Linked DNA regions of Anser cygnoides: region 1 is linked to region 2. The links are chromatin contacts, called in public Hi-C maps. All regions are on one chromosome and are shown on one strand. Each heading gives the region's core, a stretch centred on a gene start, on an enhancer-like site or on the middle of the called end of the contact. The rest is flanking DNA. Distances are from core to core; before and after follow the strand shown. Region 1 holds the start of CRY2 (cryptochrome circadian regulator 2). Region 2 overlaps LOC106043321 (transmembrane protein 263-like).

Region 1 (6,871 bases), core at 3,221-5,720, 96 kb before region 2:
TAAGTGTTGCATTACTACATGTGATAACTCTCCAGAACAGCTGAGAGCAAAGCATGAGCTGCTGCTGTTCTCTTGTCCAGCCTTTGCTGTTCAGTGCAGCAGCTCTGGAGAGACCTGACTTCTCATGAAAGCCAAACATTTACCCTTTAGTAGTGTAAAAAACAACATTCTTTTCAGCTCTCTTACAGCACATGTAAGATATTCGTTAACCCGCCTACCCAGTCAAAAAAGACTGTACCGAAACCAAGGTCTGGCTGATTCCACAACCATCTCTCCAAACCCCAGATTCTGCCAACTACTTTTTGTTCCTTGATCAAAGTGGTTACGTTTCTCCCACACAGCTTCAACTATCCTGTGAATACCTGGTCCTTGAACTAAAATAAGGAGGGCATGGACTACTAATAGCCAGAACTTATTTGCAGATCAAAAGATAAAAATAACTCAGATTCTGAAAAGGCTAAAAGCAGAGCGTAAATTGTGCCATGTGTTAATCTGCAGAAGCCAAAATAAATATCAGTGCACTTTGTGACCTGCATAGTCTGATTCTCCTCCCCAGTACCACCCTCCTCCCAAAAACACACATCAGGACCGTGTAGTACAGCAGGAGGGTATTGACTCAAGTTTACCTCTCTTTCTCAGCATCTGGGCTACAGCAGGCTTTGGGGACACTGGTTCCTTCAACCATAAGTAAGGTACAGTCCACATGACAAATACAACTCATAGGATGATTGGAAACCAAGCTTTTTTCCTTTAGCTTTGTCATCCTAGCAAAGACACTCTCAGAAAGCTTCAAAGACAATGATAAATACAACCTTAGGGTAGGACAGAGAATAATGAATCACATACTTTTATTGCTTGAGGAACCCTTACATTCAAGGAGATACTCTTGCCAGCCCTGCCTGTCTCATGATCTGCAGCTTTGACATATCACTTTAGAAACACATCCCACCAATCCATCATCCACCATTGAGGTCACTGCATATTCCTCTGTCCTAAATGGTACATCAACAAGGAGCTCGGACCCAAGCTGTGTACTGCTGCTGAGCTGACTAACTGCAGCCTTGAATAGAAACAGGAAAAAAAAAAAAAAAGGTCAGCTACTGTACAGGCTTCTGAGTTTTTGAAATTATAACACAAAGCCTTATTTGCATTTCATCTGTAGATCAGTATCATTTTCTATTTGTCTCTAAAGGTGTATGGATATGGCACTCTTCCTGAGTTAAAGCAGCAGGAAGACAATGTGCAGAAAGGAAGAGGCTCTCAACCCAGAAGAGTGGGTGGATTACAGTACAACCTTGTGAGGCTTGAGCTGCAGAAACAAAGGCAAAAGCCACTATCTGCAAAGAGAAGCTCAAGCACCCTGGTAGTGGGTTACGCAGTCGACAGTACTGAAGTTAAAGAGAAGCCAGGGTATTGCCAACAATGAGAAGATAGTGAGCAAAACCAAGGATAGCAGTGGGACATCAGTTTTTCCTCACTGCACTTCAGAAAATTAGTGTATCCTCTTACTTTAAAGAGTCTTGGGAAGACATCTGTTGGCTGTCCTCGCACCACAAACAAGCGAGAATTGAGTTTCCTTAAGCTGTTGTCCAGATCTTCCAGGGACTGGAGCAGAAACCTGCAGAGAAGAAACGAGAGCAGTTACTGTCAGTCAGACTGGCTACAGATAAAAGACAAATGAGGAGGATTTACAAGGAACTCCAGCAAACCTGCATTAGCAATCAAACTGAAAGTTAGGACGAGAAATAGAAAACAAGAATTATTATTCATTCCCAGTCTACCTACCAATGTTATGAGATTGCCGTACCAGCCAACTCTTGGCCATTCATATGCATGTTCTGCTTGGCCAGATGCAAAAGCTCTCAGTTTTTTCTTTTTTTTTTTTTCTTCTTGCAACCCCTACTCTTCCCATGTTCTTTCTCAGAGCTGTGAGTACCCCCTGACACCTGCTCCTTCCACATTACATCACCTGCATGGAGAAGAGCATAAACCATACAATTCACATTCTTTCATGGGTTCTGCGGCATAAGGGATTTTGCATGAAGTAGAAAGATATCCATACACTATTTTGAGGAAAGCAATGAATTACCACAAGAACTGTGCAAGTTTTACAGTTCTGGCTCAGAGTAGGGAAGGCATGGCAGAGAAATGTACACTCACAGCAGGGAGATGTACACTCCTACCTCATCAACAGCGAAAGACTGAGCACCAAGACCTCCCAGGGCAAGAATTATCCATACTTAGAACGGCTGCAAATAGAATAGCAATTTATCTTCCACCACCAAGACACGAAGATGAGAGCATGTCAAGGCATTCAACTACTTCCACCCGTCCCCAAACCATTAAAAGGCATTTAAGTGCTTTCTGCATTACACATTTAAGCTCTTAATGTTGCATTTTACTGGTCCCCCATTTTGCTATGAAACCTCTCCAAGTGTATCACCTTTACTTTCACAGCCATACGTCATAACTTCACTTTGTCTACCTCTGTGAAAGACACCAGCTTTAAAACTTTAATCCCTGTGACAGCACGTGGCGCTGCTGGCAAACTCACAACCATGAGTGAGCCTGCCAACCTCTGCCTCTCCCGCACCGCTACGTGCCCGCTCTGCACTGTGACCTGCAAGACACGAGTGTCTGCATCAGCTCACTTAAGACCCCACATACTTAAGAGGAAAGCAAAGCTACAACTGCCCTGCAAGCTGGGTCCTTCCTCTCCACGCAACTGCATTGCCTGTAACAGGAATTGCAAGCTTTGAGACAGAACAAGCTCCCTCTGCACTTCTGCAAGGAGAAAGGCCCTAAGGGTTCAATGCAAGGAGGGCCAAATAGTAAAGAAGACCAAGAAGCAGGTCTGGGTAACCAGAACAAACCATTCCCCTGCCCCCAGCCCACCTTCTGGCTGTTAAATAGGAATATCACCTTTCCAAGGTGTTCTGAAAATTAAACACATGCTAGTCCTATATGGCTCCCACATGCTGTGCAATTACATGGTAAGGGATTTTCAGATTGATAAATGTCTAGAGGCTAGGTAAAACACAAACGCTTGCAGAGCACAGACCGCAAAACACAAGTAAATGAAGAAAAAACAGCAAAACAAATCCCGGGCTCCCCTTGGGAAACAACAGAACTCCAGTAAATGTGCGGAGCTTGCTAAGACATTTTTGCCTAGCAGCCAGCGGTGCTAATTTCTGACATTTGCAGTAGGTGCACACCTCCAAGAAAACATGATTTTGTATTTTAAATTCACGTGCTCATATATATTTCTACGGCCAGGACATAAATAAAACCACTGCCTGCTTCCCTCCCTCCATAACGTGGGTGGAAACAAACAAGGATTACATGGATCAGGAATTACTCTTTTGGGGGCCCTGCTTTGGTTCTCCCAAACGAGGGCAGCTGGCAGTAACAGCAGCACGTGAAAGGCATTTCTGCCTGCTGCAAGTGTGGTCTGTGGACAGATCAATTCAGGCTGCTATGCTATTGACCAGTGACAGAACCCATGAATTCCTGCAAATCGAACGCCTGCATTGTGGTGATTTCTGCACATTTATGGTTTTTTAGCCACCCTCCGAGGCGTGTTCTAGAAACGCTCGGAAAGCAGCCGCGCCACCCCGCTCCTCTCGGATGGGGCTAAGTTGGCAGCAGAGGAACCGGGGACACCCACAGCTTCCCCGGGCGGACACGCGCCGCCACGTGATGCTGCAAAGCGCGCTTAGAAGGATTTCTGGCCAGGTGGCCGCCCTGTCCACAACCCCTGACGGCGTGATGTGCTTCACCGGTGCGCGGGGGAGTCTTGCGGAGGTGAATCCCTACCTGGATTGGGTTTCCAGACGTTTGGGCATCCGAGACCTGACACAAGGGCATTATGTAATAATGTCACTGTACGCACGGTCTGGCTTTCTGCGCAGAAATGACTCACCCCATAAGTTTGCTTGTATCTGGGGGGTCAGGCAGCTCCATTCCAGCTGCAGCAACAGCCCCTGGGGGGTGGGATGAGGGGGGCAGCACTCCCACACCCAGCAGCAGCCGCAGGGCAGAGGGGAGGCATCACGCAGCACGGGGGGCTCTGCCTGTCCCTAAATTAGGGGGAAAAAGCCCTTCCCAAGGCGATGCTCGGGACCACCGCCGTACCCCCACCATCCCCTGCCCCCGTAGGAAAGAGGCAGGCTTCCAAAAAACCCCTGCCCCCCCTCCTCGCAACCCCAACCCCTCGCCCCGTGGGGGTCCCCGGCGCCCCGCACTCACCGCCAGCGGTTGATGCCCACGGCGGAGGAGGCGGCGAACCAGGGGTCGAGGATGTAGATGCAGCGGAGGGAGGCGGCTCCCCGCAGCGCCGCCTGCAGCGCCGGGTTGTCGTGGAGCCGCAGCCCGCGGCGGAACCAGTGCACGGAGCGGGACGGGGCCGCAGCCGGCGCCGCCATCACGGGCGACCGCAGCCTCCGCGCCTCACCCGCCCCCGGGACCGCCCCGCCGCGGCTCCGCGGCGGGGCGGTCCCGGGGGCGGGCGAGGCGCGGAAACCCCGGCCTCCTGCTCCCCCCAGCGGCCACAGAGAGAGCCCCCCCCCTCAGCCCTGTCACGAGAAGGATTTAATCGAGCAGTTTTGGGTGTTACATGGTTAAAAGTTTATTTATTTATTTATTTTTTTCCTCAAGCGCTGAAACGGTGGTGGCGGGGACCGGCTAAAATGGCGGGGGGGTTGTGAGGGAATGAGCCCCGAGCAGCTGGGGAGAGTACAAAGCTGGTGTGGTGTAAGTCTTCTGGAAGGAGCCCAGGTGGTGTCAGCCTGGCCCCTAAATTGAGAGCACGGAGGGTGAGTGTTGTGAACCCCGTGAGATGTTGTGGGAGGAAGAAAGTGCTTCAAAACAGCTTTTCCTCTCCCTTTTGTCACTGAGGGCAGAGGCATGCTTGCTCCTCTTTTTTAAGGCAGACAGGCCATTTGAGAGCGCACACTTTCCCTCACAGGAAAAGGTGCTGATGTATCACACCTGCTTCTTAACAGGGTTCCCAAACTAAGAACCCAGAGGGCAAGAAACAAGAGACCTCAGCAGGATGAGTTACTGACCCACTGAAACAGGGATCTGGGGCACTGCTGCTTCTTAGGCTTGTACACAACCAGATGGGAAGGAATTTCCATCCCTTCACATTGAACAGGAATAAACCATTATTGCCAATTCTTTTGCAGCAGAACCATTTACTTAAGACTATCCCAAACAGCTTGGCTACCTGCCTCCCCCTCATGGAGGTTCAGGATTTTGTAACTCCACACTCTTAATTCAGTCAGCTGTCATTCTAGATCCCTAAATACACAAAGCTCCCATCCCATTCTTTGACCACTATATGCCCACCCCACAGAGATGGGAATTGCTCAGATTAGGTCAGTGGCAATAGCCATTTTAGAAAAATGTCCACAAAAAACCTGATACTTCTCTAGAACACATGCTCTCACCCTGTCTCTGAGCTGGGGAGATCCAGTGGACAAGACATGATTCAGTTAGCTCTTTGGCTCTGGTTCCTGACACAACTCCCCATACCATTTGCAGGTGAATTTTTCCTGCTCCTTGCTCTTCTCCGCAGGAGGAAAAGAGCTCTGACGGTTAACTCCCAGGTACAGAAACAGGTGCAGGCTGAATCTGCCTACACGCCAGTCTCATTTCTTTCACTGCTTTTGAGATTAGGATCCTCTTCCACTTTTCTCATCTCCAGCCCTTTTACCCACGTGTAGGCAAAGGAGCCCCCCAACACCATCAAGTTACTTGTCCACCACAAGAAGCTCTTTGTCTCCTCAAAGTAAATAACAGCCAGCACCGTTTGGGCACAGGCCTTGGCTGTCCCGGACACATTGTGGGTGAGTGGGCTAGTGAACTTAATCTGAAGTCCAGTCACATACCCAATGGCAAAGCCAAACACTCCCCCCAGGGTCATCATGCCCCAGAAAGTGGGGTTTCCCAGCTTGTCAAAGTGGTAGAGGGTGTGGAACTCGCCCAGCATCATCATGAGGGGGAAGAACAGGACACAAGCATTCACGTTGTTGTAGAAGGTCAGGTGCCAGATGCTACCATCCACCACAGGCAGCACCTTCTTGGTGTAGATGGCATTGAGGGAGACGCACAGGCTTGCTAAGATCCCAAAGAATATACCTGTCCATGACAGAGTGCCCTCTGCTCCTTCCTGGTCAATGCCCAGCCAGAAGCCACCTGCAACAAAACAAATCAGGCATAATCTGAACATATGCTGAAGGACTTAAAATATACAATTGGTGATTCATCATCTACCTAATATTGAACAACCACAGCCACAAGCAGAGGCAGGTTAGAAGGCTTCCCCTTTCTATTATACTAACCCGCAAAGTGTCATGACTACTGTCCTGGGAAGATTTATTTTAGGAGTGCAGGTAATTTATTGTGCTATCATTCAGTCTCATTCCCACACTGAGCAGGAAGCAGGAGTTTAGAAATTATTATCACAAAAGGACATGAACTAAAGCTACTGTTTGTGTACAGGTCACTTGCAGAAGATCATATGATTTTTAATTGAAAAGACAGCAAACTGGACATGTAGGTAGCAAGAAATACTCCTCTTACCTTAGAAGTTTAAAGAAAAAAAAACTTAGGGGAAAAGTATCGCAACCCACCTAGGCTTTGCTGCACTGTTAACAGTAACAGAAATATAAGTCAGAAAAGATGGTAAACACATGGATTAAAATACAGAAGACCTTGATCAAAAGAAGACTACAAAGTAGAAAGACATCCTCACTGTATTAAACTTCTTCAATGGGCAGAACGCTCTTTAACCTGCTCTGAAACAGGAGCTACAGGCTCTTTTGCTCCAGGGCAGAGAGGGAGACTTCTCCCGATCCAGCTCTTCAGC
Region 2 (5,960 bases), core at 516-3,015:
AGCAAAATCCCACTGTCTGATGATCCTTCCCCATGCACCCCTTACTGCTTCCAGAAAGTCAGAACATAGGGCAAACAAGAAGCTTCCAGAGTGCAGATGGTTTGCTCTGAGCACCTTTTCAGCCCACAGAGAGCCCTTCTTCCTGCACCGCTTCCCCTGAACAGGTGGACAACTCCCAAAATCCGACAGTAGGAAACACTTTACCTTTAACAAGCTCCAGCCACTCTAACCAGATTGTCAATAAACAGAGCATATTGCACAGATGGACTAATAACGCAACCCTAATTCAATTGCCTAGAACCATCTTCTGTGCATACTCTATTAAAAGCAGCCACTCGGCTTGCAGCAGCTGAGAAACCAGGACAGGGTCCCCTTCTGAAGGAGAGCACGGAAGACGATTGACTTTGATGGGCTGGCAGCTGTGAGCCAGCTCTCTTTGCAGCATACTTGCAAGTTGCTGCAACCTTACCCCTGTGTGCTGTGGCTTGGGGCCACCTCAGCAGTGAAAGCTGCTCACCCTTATCCTTGGCTGACCTCTCAGGCACGTGGCTTCTAAGTGGCTCACCTACCTGAACCCAAGGCCAACAGCCCCGGCCACTGTCCTGTGCCAATACCTGTATCTGAAGTGAATAATTCAACAGTGGAGAACACTAAAACCTGTTAACCTATGTTCTTCTCCTTGCCCTGTTCTCCAAGTAGCCATACAGAAGAATGAGGGCTCCCAAAGGAAGGGGAGTCCTGGAATTATACCCAGGTCACGGTGTGACTCTTTGGCCTTTAACTTACATGCAACTTCCAGCCTGATTTTCACATTCTTTCTTTCAACACACATTTCACTAGCTAGGCAGCGGTCTGAGCAAGGTTTGGCTATGGGAAAGTAGGATAGAAACCCAAATCCGCTGGTATTATTTTCAAAGTTTGTTCTATCTCTTTTAAAGTCAAGCTGCCAGAAGCCATGGGCTGATGCATAGCAAGGGATTATCTTGCACAGACATTACCTTTGAAGTGCACAAGATTCAAATCAGTTGCAAATAGGGGACCTGAGGCCCATCAACAGCAGTGCTGCTTGGGGCCAGGAAAGTCCAAAGAGCTGGCTCATCCTTCCATCTGCACTCCAGATCGAAGGGATGTAAATCAGGCCATGCAGAGCCTGGCTCGCTTTCCACACGCTGTTGCTCTGTCTGCCCTGGTTTCAAGGTGGGAGCTGCACAGCACCTTACACCAAGCACTGGGACCAGACGTGCATAGAGAAGACTGATTAGAAAATGAATTTTAAAAGAGCTTTTTATGTCATTTGCTGTTCTTATTTCCCGCTTTGCTGTGAGAGCACCCCAGAGTCTCCACACTCCTTCAACGAGGAATATATTCATGCAGAACCATGACAATTCTTAACTTTTCCGTTAATCTCCTTTCACTGACTGTCAAACTGGGCAACCCAGTCCGCCCCCTCCGAGCATCCTTTCCTCCCGTCTCTGCTCCTGGAAGGCATTAGTATGCCTGTGAGAACCTGTAACTGCTGAGCCCCCTTTGAAGTTAATGTAGGTGGATGGCCCATTGTGGCCAGCTGTGATCAATTCCTACCCTGCTCATGGCAGAAAGCTCTCCAGCCCACAGCTTAGTGGGATTAGCTACCTCCTTGCTACTTTCCCTACCTCATTTTTAATATATATCGTTCACTTGAACGTTACCCTGGGGCAAAATTTACTGGACATTTCCATGGGTGTCGTCTGGGGGAAGGGCTTGGATTTTTGCAGCAGTTGTCCTCTTCTCTGACATCTTGACAAGCTGCTGGACAGAACTACTTCAGAACTTGCATCAGCGTTTGCACTTTGAAAAGCTCTTTCACAACAGCCACCCACAGGAGAAAAGGCCAGCGGATGAGTAACTAGGCAAGAAGAGATTTGTATGTTAATATAGCCATGTCCATGTGCTTCTTAAGCAGTATGTTTAGGAAAAAAAGAGGCTGTGCATTTATAACCGGCTCTTTTGAGAAAGCAGCTGCAATAGCAATGGAAAACTCAATTTAGTCAAAGAACACATTGTGATGAATAATAAAAAATTAGTTGAATCCAGTGCCTGTGGTAGTAACGAGCTCAATATGCCTAGCTACAACCAAGCATAATGTACATAGAGAAGCTGCCTGAAGTCCTGCCAGCCCCTTCCAAATACTAAATTCCCTGTTTTAAAGGATTGAGGCTCTCTAAATACCACCCCACTGCTGCAGTAGCACATCCAGTGACATCCAGGCCTGAACTCCTACTCCCTTTTTTATCATCGAAAACAGGGAAAAGTATAATTTCGAAACAGGCAGCACAAAAGGAAAAAAAAAAAAACAAAAAACATTCAGCATGTTCTAGGCAGAGTTTTCCCAACTCATTTCAGCTGTGACCCATGTGAAACCTGAGAACCAGTGCAGTAATTCATTGCAATACTTAGAGGCCTCAAAGTGGTTAAAAATTAACCAAGATAGAGATGTCTGACAGATAGAAATTTAGCTGACTGATCTTGCATGTAGATAATGAGCTAAGAAAAAAAATATTGTTGCAAAAAGAAAAAATGTCTATCAAAGTCCAAGTATGCTAATTATCAAGAATTTAATGGAAACTCGCTTCCTGACAAATTGCATGTTGAGAAATGAGACAGACAGCTGAATATTTTAATACCAGATCTCCCTGGGGAAAGAAAAAGGGGGAGGGGTAAGGAAAAAGATTGTTTTCTTCATCATAAAAATAAAAATCTCATTTGAGAAGTTACCTCTTGTTATGTGTGGTTTTGGGAAATGAGGCAACGTAGCTATTCATCTTAAGAATCGGTGGCAATGCTTCTTCTAACAGAGACCTGCAGCCAGGTCCGTCTTCCTATAATAACCTTATTAAATAGTTGTCATTCATGCAAGGGAGACAGAAGGGTCGAAGAGACACAGCAGGTACCATGACAAGCTAGCTAGGCCAGCTGACAAGTAGCCCAATGAGTCAAGTCTAAGTGGAAGCCTGAACACAAGGAAAGCGATTAGAGAGAGTGCTACATTCTCTTTGCTCCACGTTGTGTGTTGACAATGCAGGCTACTATGATTTAACTTGCTGCCAGAGAACATGCCGAGACTAGCTGTCCTTTTATTCATTTCTTCTATTGCTATGCAGTCCTAAAGAAAAAGCATTTGGTTCTGCTCAAGAAAATCTTGGATGGCTTCTTTGGAAAATGGGACTGATCAGGCTTCTGCACTCATGGCCACCGATCACCTTGGAGCTCTGCAAGAAGAGCAAGCAGCCCAATGAATTAGCTTAAGGAATTACTGTCATCATAACAATATTTCTGAATACAATAACAGACGGCTAAGTCTGCACAGTTACATTCAGAAAACGTTCACTATGTTTGAAACAGAGGCTAACTTAGAAAGAAAGGAGACACAAGAAAAATCACCCTCATTTGCTACATCATCACTTGGTCATTGCAAAGTTTCGAGATCTGCTGAATTTATTGGTGGACACAAATGAACTTCAGCCCGAATCGGAGCCATCAGTTTGACCCAAGAGGTGCCACCTGGATGCTGTCCTGCAATGGCCGATACCTGGCCTGCAGCCGCAGCAAGAAGCGGGGAAGGTGCTCCAGCAGTGGCAGGACTGAAAAACAATTTGCAATAACTCAACAAACCCAAACATGACTTGCCCTCCGAGAGCATTTGGCCAAATTACTGTCCAAAAGTTCTAAACCAGCTATTAATTTAATTCCTTTCCATATGTAAGGATGAGACTGCCCTGGGCTTGATGATACACACGCAAGTAAATGCAGGGAGTTTTTGGTCCAAGATCAAAGGGAGGGGTTGAACAAGAAACCCATGAATGTGGGGGATTAGAAATTGGGGTCTGCTAATGCCCTCAGAAACAACTGGCCTGGAATATAAGACACCAGAGACAGGGAAAACACCAACAGCAGCTAAAACAGAGGCATTAAGACAAGTACATCTAAAGTCTCAGTCACAAACATCTCCAGCTGGCACCCAGAATTAAACAGAGGATTTAATTGGCACTATAGAAGCAACTGCATTAATTCTACTTTTCAAGGACAGTGATAAACCTTCCATTCCTCAAACAGCAAATGTATTAAGACAGAATATCTGACTCTTTCCAAAGGGGAGCAAGGACTGTGAATGCAGAATAACTGAAGTCCCATACCTGCTCAGGAAACAAGAAAGACTCCTGTGTTGGAGCAGCTCAGAGGCTCAGTCCTTCCTCCAAGCTCAGGCAGGCTTCATTTTCTTGCTGCTTACCCATTCCCTTTAGTCCATGCTCGCAGAACCCACTGCTCCGCCACGTGTTCTGCACTGCCACACTGGCTGGGACATTAAGTCTGCATTGCCTCTGAGCTGCTGGGACAGTTACGGTGGGATGGTGCAAAATGGGCCTGCTTTTCTGTTCCTAAGGCTGCAGCAAATCTTTGGGACATGAACAGTTTCTGTGACTTACATTAATAGTATCAGAGTAACTGAGAACTTGCTGTAAAAAGCAAACAAACATACTGGTCTTCTGGAGATCAGCGACAGAATTTGAACAGCACTGAATGCAGTCAGTACATGAAAAAAAAAAAAAGAAGCAACTTCTAAACCTTAAATTCCAGTGGGCTCAGGTATGTGAGGGAACAGACATAACAACATTACACAAAAATTTGAGAAAGGAAGCAAAGATGAGGGAGTCCAGCTGAAACTGCAGAGACGCACATTGTCAGAAGGGAACTGCATACGCTGAAATCCCGCCCTGCCCGGGGCTTTGACAGCTCAGCTTTCCTGAAAGGAGACCTGGGATCTCTGGCAACTCCACTGTCTGAGAGGACCTCAGGATCACGCCAGATTTAAGACAGTGGTTCACTTGGATAGGCAGAAGGAATCCAGAATAGAAATGCGAGAGTCCTGGCAACGTCCTTGCTTCTGAAGCCACGGTCACATATTCCTCTTCCGTACCAAAAGTGGTGTTAGGAGAGTGCTGAAAAGCTAAAAATGTATCTACCACTTCTAGGTGCTTTGTAACATTAGTGCGACAGTAATGGCATTTCTATCTTTTGCATTACAACACATTTGCACGTAGAAAGCACAAGTTTTCTAACAATTACTGAAAACACAAACGAGGCAGAGTAAAAATAAATAAATAAATAAAAATTAAACAGAACAAGGGCAGATTTTAAAGGTCACATTGGAGATTTTATTTCCTAACAAGTTCCTCATTGACACAGCTCTTGCTCAGGATGGTGCATGCAAGGGGACACACAAATCTCATTTTGGATCATATATGAAGACTTCTCTCAAAATCTTGTTTGCAAAGTGGCTGGAAAGACCAATATTTCAAGAGTCAGCAGCTTCCCTTACAGTTTACAGCACTGCTCTCAGAAAGCTGAAAAGCCTATCAATTTTTCCAGGGGTCCTTATGCTGAATGCCAACGATCATCAACCTACTCCCACACCCTCTGCTCTTCCTTTGAGGTACCTGGAAGGAGTATCTGCCTTGGAAACAACAATCTAGAAAGAGCTGGCTCTAAACACTGCATACAGTGCAAACACAGGGGTGGGCACTCACGTGTGCCTGCATTCCAATGAAAGGCTTTAGCTGGGGTACAGGACAGTCTTGCAGTCAGTGGAGATTTGTAGGAGGATGAAACATAGATCTGTGTGTTCTTATCTATAGAAGAAGTTGATGAGTTGCCTGCTAATGTAGTGCTTGACCAGACTATGGATCTGTTCAAGTGGCAGAGCAGATGCTCGGGAAGACAAGGCTATAGGTGCCCTTTCAGCAAGCAAACATCCCAGAATCCATGAGAAGGTAGGCTATGCCCTTACCAGAGAAAACAGATGGCTTCTCTCCATTCAAATATTTTCCTCTCCATCCCCAGTGTGATCTCTGTGTCTCCACAGGCTACGCACATCAGAATGAACCTTCTGCCTTTTCAGTGGCCAAGAAAGATGGTTTTGCTTT

Evidence for each region. Hi-C and Micro-C count contacts between places; a contact is called where the count stands out from the background.
Region 1: a Hi-C map of liver shows a contact between it and region 2, with 1.5 times the contacts expected there. The contact joins the promoter of CRY2 here to the enhancer-like site in region 2. A contact is called at or near these places in 2 of 7 Hi-C or Micro-C datasets (both in liver).

What each region holds. Positions count from the first base shown.
Region 1 is chr5:34,050,613-34,057,483 of Taihu_goose_T2T_genome, reverse strand. It overlaps CRY2 (cryptochrome circadian regulator 2), which reads right to left and starts at 4,470. Exons shown (of 12, transcript XM_066997839.1): 1 at 4,249-4,470; 2 at 1,510-1,618. The coding sequence starts at 4,424. It overlaps SLC35C1 (solute carrier family 35 member C1), which reads right to left. Exons shown (of 3, transcript XM_066997841.1): 3 at 4,639-6,198. The coding sequence ends at 5,639.
Region 2 is chr5:33,952,751-33,958,710 of Taihu_goose_T2T_genome, reverse strand. All of the region lies in intron 3 of LOC106043321 (transmembrane protein 263-like), which reads right to left. Among named protein-coding and RNA genes, the nearest start is that of CHST1, 59 kb to the left of the region's middle. Within about 2 kb of position 1,765, at least 2 of the 3 cell types and tissues checked have open chromatin away from gene starts, as enhancers often do. A contact at or near this core is called in liver, where this site is marked.